Linked DNA regions of Pan troglodytes: region 1 is linked to region 2. The links are chromatin contacts, called in public HiChIP or PLAC-seq maps. All regions are on one chromosome and are shown on one strand. Each heading gives the region's core, a stretch centred on a gene start, on an enhancer-like site or on the middle of the called end of the contact. The rest is flanking DNA. Distances are from core to core; before and after follow the strand shown.

Evidence for each region. HiChIP or PLAC-seq counts read pairs in DNA pulled down with a chosen protein or histone mark.
Region 1: an H3K4me3 HiChIP or PLAC-seq map of stem cell-derived excitatory neurons shows a contact between it and region 2, with 4 times the contacts expected there. The contact joins the promoter of RAB3GAP2 here to the promoter of MTARC1 in region 2. A contact is called at or near these places in 2 of 7 Hi-C or Micro-C datasets (induced pluripotent stem cells and stem cell-derived neural progenitor cells), 1 of 1 datasets of contacts at active chromatin or transcription factors (stem cell-derived excitatory neurons) and 1 of 1 other capture datasets (stem cell-derived neural stem cells).

What each region holds. Positions count from the first base shown.
Region 1 is chr1:28,862,345-28,866,286 of NHGRI_mPanTro3-v2.0_pri, reverse strand. RAB3GAP2 (RAB3 GTPase activating non-catalytic protein subunit 2) reads right to left here and starts at 1,745. Exons shown (of 34, transcript XM_063791761.1): 1 at 1,441-1,745. The coding sequence starts at 1,555.
Region 2 is chr1:28,332,053-28,335,916 of NHGRI_mPanTro3-v2.0_pri, reverse strand. It overlaps MTARC1 (mitochondrial amidoxime reducing component 1), which reads left to right and starts at 1,453. Exons shown (of 7, transcript XM_009441519.5): 1 at 1,453-2,440. The coding sequence starts at 2,166. It overlaps MTARC2 (mitochondrial amidoxime reducing component 2), which reads left to right. Exons shown (of 8, transcript XM_009441517.4): 8 at 1-34.

The DNA.
Region 1 (3,942 bases), core at 496-2,995, 530 kb before region 2:
AAATGTTGTTGATTACATTAAGTACAAATCTGACAATGTCATTTCTCTACTTAAACTTTCAGAGAAACGCCACAACTTTCACAAGGCTTCTCATGGTCTAGCTCCTTATTACTACTACTGCCTCATTGCCCCAACTCTTCCTCTCCCATCCTCCTCTCCAGCCATTCAGCTTTTCTTAGTTCTCTAAATACCATGCCATTTCAGGCCTCCCTTCCTCTGCACATGCTATTACTGCTCCTTTACTCCTCTAACTAGTACTTCAAAGGTAGGCTTAAGTATCACCACTTCAAGAAAATGCCTCATGTATCTCAGTCACACTGAATGGAAGTTAATGATTTGTCTGTAAACCAGAAGTTCCTACAGCAGGGTCCACCAACCTTATTTGGTTTGTAGCACCAATGACTGGCACAAGGTATGCAATCATTCACAGACGGGTTCGATTTGATATCTTCTAAATTTTCTAAAAAAGGGAGAGGAGCTTAGTGGGCTTTATATCACCATTCCGGTATAGCACAAAGTGAGAGCGCTGTACTACAAAGCCAAATGTGCTTCATGTTGGAAATGCAAAAATAAAATAAAATAAAATAAAACACAAGGCACACCCTTTCAAAAGATGAAATGTATGAAATTCTGAAAGCCTATGTAGTATCTAATAAACCAGCCTTGCAACTTTATACTACTTGGGGAAAGGCTTATTAAACACTTTGATGATAAAAATAGGTGGAAGGCTTCTCATCCCAATAAAGCAAATTAACCTTTCTTGGCTATGTCACTGTAATTTTAGTTCCTAATGTAGATGCTCGTTCACTTCCTGACAGGTTATTTTCCTTCTTTGAGAGAGTCTTACCTCAAGAGTCACTCATTTGTCAGCCATTTGTTCTCAAAATCTGAATGGGGGAAACGCAGATGAAAGAAGGGAGAGTGTGGGGGGATGATCAACATTTTCGGAATGGGAGGTGGCAGAAGGCCACAGTCTCCGGGATGGAAGAGAGTGGGAGCTGGGGCAATACCAGAGTGGAGCGCTGACATGTGGCAAGGAACGGGGAGGATGCGATCACGGAGTAGGCAACATGAAACAGGGAACGACCCCAGGCTGAAGATGGGAGACGGAGAAGATACTCAGAGAGAAAGCTAGGAATGTGTGGGGGTAGGGGGAGGGAGGGAGAAAGCGGTGATAGGCAGAGGCGAGAGGAAACAAGACGCAGTTTTTGGCCAGGGGTCAGAGGGCCTAAGGAGAAAAGCTGGGTCGAGAGGAAGACAACACAAATGGGGCTTCAGGACGAGGTGGGCAGGGTGTCATCCCGGAGCGGAGGGGAGGCACGGGGAGAACTGGGGGTCCAGAGGGCAGAGGCAGGCGCAGAGCGAGTAGGAGACCCGAACCCGCCGAGCAGAGGCCGCGGGTGACGAGGGAAGGAAGGGCGAGGCCAGAGAGGCACTTACTGGGGTCCCTCCGCAAGGCGCCGCTGAGGATCTCCTCCCGCAGGTGAGGAAAGAGGAAGTCCCGGGCGGCCTGGAGATCCTGGAAGTAGCAGAACTGGACAATGGAGCAGGCCATGGCTCCAGGGAACCCCACTACGGCACTCACCTTACCTCACCACGCCCTGCCCCCTCCACCCCACTGCGGCCGCCACCGAGCCCCAATAGCTCTAGCCAAGCAGAAGGCGGAGAAACCAAACCGGAAGCTGTCACTGACACGGGTCCGCGGTCTCCGAGTACTGCGCAGGCGCAGGCTGGCCCAGGCGCCTAGGGCGCGGGGGCCCGGGTCACGTGACTACGGCGCCGCCGCTGCAGGTGGAGCCAAAGTCGACGTGGAGGCTTGGGGCAGATATTTCAGTCCCAGTTCTGTGTCTACGCCGAGGCATGAACCCTTTCATTCATTCTGGCTTTTAGCCAGAGGTGTTCTAATTGGACTTGTCCGCGCAGCCCTTTGACTTATTCAGTCTTATTGATGCCCTACTATTGGCACGATCCTGATGTTTCACAGAAAATAATTCGTTTTAAACTAGTGGCAGGCCAGTGGGGGACCGTATCCTGCAAGAGTCGGATTTTGAAAAGATTAATTGCTCTTCCGGAGATTAGCCCCGTCAAGGCTGGCTTTAAATGCTCCTACTATAGATTCCCATAGTACTACGCAAGCCCAATATAGTACGTGTTATAGTGTATTATACACTTTTGTTTTCATTATTCATTTGGTTTTTCATTCATGCATTCATCCATCCATTCAACAAATATTTGTTAGTCTTTTAAATGCCAGCCACTCAGGGTGCTGAGCATTAGAGAACAAAAGAGAAGAAGTACCTTTTCCCAGAAAGCTAGAATTCTAGTGACTGATACAGGCAGTAAGCAATTAATTACAGTATTTCCCTTTAATCCAAGGGGATATGTTTTAAGATCCCCAGTGGATGACACAAACCATGGATAGTACTGAAACCTATGTATGTGTATTATGTTTTTACCTATACATATATATGATAAAGTTCAATTTATAAATTAGGCACAGTGAAAGATTAACAATAACTAATAATTAAATTGAATAATTATGTGGAAAATGAACCCATGGATAAAGGGGCGGCTACTGTACTTAACTATTTAACTGAAATTGTGATCATGCTAGTAAGTGCTTCATAAATATTTGCTGAAGAAATAAATGGAATGCGTACATAAAGTAAATAGAATAACTTGTTTCTTTGACAAAGCACTGTTTTTGAAAGTACTTTACATTGTTCATTTGGATAGTCACAAATGCCATCTAAAAATAGTGTGTCTTATCCCACTTTTAAAATAAAGAAATTGAGCTGTCTCTGAGCAGACTTTAAGTTATTTTTCCAAAAAATAAAAACAAAAAAATTATTTTAATGTGAGCACAAAGGCCTGTAGGCACTTACACATTTCCTAAAGGAAACCTAAAGAGGCCATCCACTTTGTACGAAGAAAGGGCACAGGAACAAATGGAAGGCAAGTGGATGGGGTCCAGAGCATTCATTTCTGTCAGGCCCGTGGACATACACACTTAGTCCTAATAATATAACAACTATAATTTAGTGCCCAGGTTCCTACTCCATTATTTCCTGCTTCTAGAGTAGGATGATTTTCACAAAATAGGATAGGCAATTTCTATGTTATCAGGTTAACAGGAATCAGTTCTTCACCTATAAAAGGCAGTTGAATCAGATGTGCTGTAAGGTCCCTTTAAGCATCAGGGACCTATACTTCTGTAATCAAAGCTTTCAGAAAAGGCAAGCTGCCAGTGCTCCCTTCTTCCATCTGAAGAAATGCAGTGTTTCCTCAGATCATCACTAACTAGAATAATCCAGCCCTGATAAGATTATTCCCTAAAATCCAGCACCAATCCCAAACTAAACTAAAATTTAAATTTAGATTCTTAGTGTTACTGGACGAATAACAAACACATGACACTTTCTGGAAGGAGACTGTCATTCCTTGAAAACCATTCAAGTTCCTATTCAGGTAAATGCATTTTGTGGAAGTAACTGCTGTTGGCTGATTTTGCTGGCCTTTGTTCTTCCCTGAGGCATTCATATGTCTCCTGTGGTGGTCATTGAATTTCATTACTGTGTTGGCTCAGTTTTAATGGTGAAGTCCCTGACTTCCTTCCAAGTACTGTTGAAAAGGATCATTCATGGATGTTTTTAAGGACTTTAGATACCCTTCACAGAAATTACAACACATTCATGAACTGAACTCTTCCCCCAGGAAGTTGTAATGCTACTGGGGGGGATGCCTCTGGAGTTCTGCTACCATGGTTTCTGCAGCATGTGGGAGGATTGCATCAGACAGTGAATATCACTTATTCCACAGTCATAAGAAAGCACATTGCAAAAATGTGCAGGCCTTACATATCCCAGCATTGACAGTGTCTCTCCGAGGTCTGGGTTCAGGAGGTAGGAAAAGCACTGTGACCAAAATAACAACAGGATGAGT
Region 2 (3,864 bases), core at 204-2,703:
GTAAATAATAAATGTGAATCTCAATCCTGCTTTATCTTTGGTATTTATGAGTCTTCTTCCTGGGTTTTTCTCTGTATATTAGAATTTGAGTCACTGCAATTTATTTTTCCTTACCCTTTCTGATTGCCTCCAGAGATACAATCTGACTCCACAAACACTGGCTTCTGTCATTGGCAGGGGGCGAGGGCGTTGTGAGCTGCAGGCACACAGGTGGCCTGTCTGTGGCAGGATGGCCAGTGTCCGCAAGGGGCCTTCCTAGTGGTCAGTGAGGAGTGGCTGTTCCCTCCTCCTCCATTTTCCTTTGCTGGGTTCTGGGACTGAAATTCACCACCATTCCCCACACCCTGTGAGGTAAAAGTGGTAAGTGAGCTGTAGGCCTGGGTAAATTCTGGAAGTGATGAAATTGAAAAATCAGAACTTCAAAGTCAGCCATTAAAATAGGGAAGCCATTTTTTCCTCTTAAATTTTCAAAGAGGAATTCAGGAGGGAGATAAACAGAAACGCACATTTGGTGCCCCGGAGCTGCCTTTCCGAGGAGGATCAAGTCGTGCCTCCTGCTGATCTGTGTCCTTTACAGACAAGGTGTGACCTGGGGTTGGAAGAGAAGAGAATAGAGCAGAAAAACAGGACAGATAAGTGTTCAGGCCAATAAAGACAGAGCCTCCCTGAGCACTGAACTGCTCTGCAGTGAGTTGCCAGCTGGAGGAAGAGTGTTGTTCTTTTCTCTTGGCGAACTCCCGCTTCTCTCATCCATGCACCCTTGCCCTGCATGGGCAATTCTGGCTGAGTCTTGAAATGTACACTCCTGGCTCAGGGGACCATGGCTGAGCTGGGGATGACACAGACTCTCCTTGACCAAACTTCGGTCTCTTCTGAGCCCTTTTCTTCATGAGGCCTTGACCTTGCCACCCTACTCCCTGCAGAGCCCAGTTTAGCAAGAATCCTGCTTAGTCAGTTTCCAGAGTATTCTCCCATCCTTAATATCTGATCACCCTTGATGTCTGCTCAGATTCCTCAGATGTCACCCTCAGTGTGTAAGTCCTTGCCTTGTTCAGTAGAATCCTGTTAAGTGGGTTTATCAAGAATCCTCTACACTTGATGTCTCCACTTAGTGATTTTCCATTCACTGACCCCGAGGAACTTCGCTTCTTGGCTATGAATCCTGAGCTGTCTTTGCTGTAATACAGAGTTGAGCCTAATCTCTTTCCCCTATTGTGATGCCCCTGTTAAGTAGCCTTGAATAGTCTTCCTTACCTTTTTAACAAGCGTCTGAGGGAATTTTTTTCCTTTAATAGCTTGGTACATCAAGCAGGAGCCTGACTCCTAAACCACGCTGTTCGGGGGTATGCTGACATTGTTGTCTGGAATATAACCTGATTTGGAAGTGACAAGTGACTGAGGTGAGTGCCTGCAGGACCAAGTGACTTTCCCTCCCGCCGGAAGCAGCCTGGGGACCTTGTGCAGTGTTAAACTGAGCCAAGGCCCTTGCCAATGCAGCTCCAGCTCGAGGCTCCCCGCCGGTAGGAGTCTAGCGTCCCCGAGCCGTGTAGAAGGCACTCTCAGACGCCCATTGCCGCTCCCAGGGGCCGCCAGGAGAACTCTGGCCTTGGCTCGCCGGTGCGGAGGGCCTGGTAGCATCCTCCTTCATCAGACCCCCACTCTCTGGAAGCTCCTAGCCCCTGGGCAGACTGAGGGGAGGGCGGCGGCAGCAGAGAGCTGGACACTGCACAGGCCAGGCAGGGCCTACCAGCTCTCCACTATTCCCAGGAGAGGCTGCTGCCAGCTGTCTGATTTTTAATTTCAAAATCACGCTTTGTCCTGCAAATGTTGTATATTGTTTATTTTAGGTCAAATAACCCCATAAATACGTAAGTAAATAAATTGGTCACTTGCAGCGATCGTGGGGTGGGGGAGGGCACAGCGCCCTGCAGCGCAGGCGACGGAAGGTTGCAGAGGCAGTGGGGCGCCGACCACGTGGAAGCTGAGCCACCACCTCCCACTCCCCGCGCCGCCCCCCAGAAGGACGCACTGCTCTGATTGGCCCGGAAGGGTTCAGGAGCTGCCCACCCTTTGGGCTCGGGGCCAAAGGCCGCACCTTCCCCTAGCGGCCCCGGGCGACCAGCGCGCTCCGGCCTTGCCGCCGCCACCTCGCGGAGAAGCCAGCCATGGGCGCCGCCGGCTCCTCCTCGCTGGCGCGCTTTGTCCTCCTCGCGCAATCCCGGCCCGGGTGGCTCGGGGTCGCCGCGCTGGGCCTGACCGCGGCGGCGCTGGGGGCTGTCGCCTGGCGCCGCGCATGGCCCACGCGGCGCCGGCGGCTGCTGCAGCAGGTGGGCACCGTGGCGCAGCTCTGGATCTACCCTGTGAAATCCTGCAAGGGGGTGCCGGTGAGCGAGGCGGAGTGCACGGCCATGGGGCTGCGCAGCGGCAACCTGCGGGACAGGTACGGCCAAGCGCGGGCGCGGGGCAGCGCTGATCCGGCTCGGGGCAAGGTGGTGAGAAGGGAGGAGCGCAGGGGAGGTCTGCAGAGTCGGCTAATAGGTCCTTCCTCCTATTACAAAGAAACTGGGAGTTGGGTGAGACAAGGCCAAAGAGAAAAAGGAACCCTCACCCCCCAGCATCAGACCCCAGGGCTCTGGGACTCTGAGCGCGTGGACCCGTTTTCCCGGGGTGGGCGGATCTCCACCTCCCACTGGCTCTTTGGCGTCATGTGCTCCTGCTGAGGTGTGGTATCGCTCCCAGGTGTCTGCCAGTGAGCAAACTTCTTAATCTCCATTTAGTGGAGGCGGCTAGCTTAAAGAGGTTCGTTCCCAGTCGCTTTATTTTGAGTGACTTTCTTGAGATCTTGGAGAAAGCTGGAACTGTGGAGTCCAGCCCTCCAAGAGCGCACCAAGGCTGAGCTCATAATAGTAATGACAGCAGTTCAACGAATACCTTCGGGCGCGGTGGCTCACGCTTGTAATCCCAGCACTTTGGGAGGCCGAGGCGGGTCCATCACCTGAGGTCAGGAGTTCGAGACCAGCCTGACCAACATGGTGAAACCACGTCTCTACTAAAAATAAACAAACAAACAAAAAAACAAAAATTAGCCGGGCGTAGTGGCGCGCACCTGTAATCCCAGCTACTCAGGAGGCTGAGGCAGGAGAATAGCTTGAACCCGAGAGGTGGAAGTTGCAGTGAGCCGAGATTGTGCCACTGCACTCCAGCCTGGGCAACAGAGCGAGACTCCAAATCAAAAAAAAAAAAAAAAAAAAAAGGGTTGTGGGGGCATTGCAGATGCTATTTTCCCCAATTCTCTCCAATGCTCTCAAGCACTCTTGTGGATAAAGAAGCTGAATTCAGAGCCACACAGCAGCAGAACCAGGACTCTTATTTTCTTTAGCACACTGGGGCTTTGTAAAGAGCGATTTTGTTAATGTCCTGTCTGGGTTCTGAGAGCTGCGTGGATTCCTGGGGTTCAGCGAAGGCTGCAAAACTCGGGAGCCGGCAGCTTTGTCCTCTTTAGGGTCTGGCTTCAGGCCAGCCTCGGGTCTTATTGTGAGGCTGCACTTGAAACTCCTTTCCAGAGCAGCCCTCGCAGTTCAGCAAGTAACACAGGACTAATGGGAGCTGTAACCTTTCTCCTACCAGCTCTCCAGACAGAGGGCAATTCATGACATAGTTGAAAGGTGAGTGATGCATGCATCTTTGCTTCAGGAAGGAAGCCAAGAATCCTAAATATTCCATGTTTTGGGCCAGGCGCGGTGGCTCACTTCTGTAATCCCAGCACTCTGGGAGGCCGAGGCGGGTGGATCACAAGGTCAGGAGATTGAGACCATCCTGGCTAACAGGGTGAAACCCCTTCTCTACTAAAAAATACAAAAAATT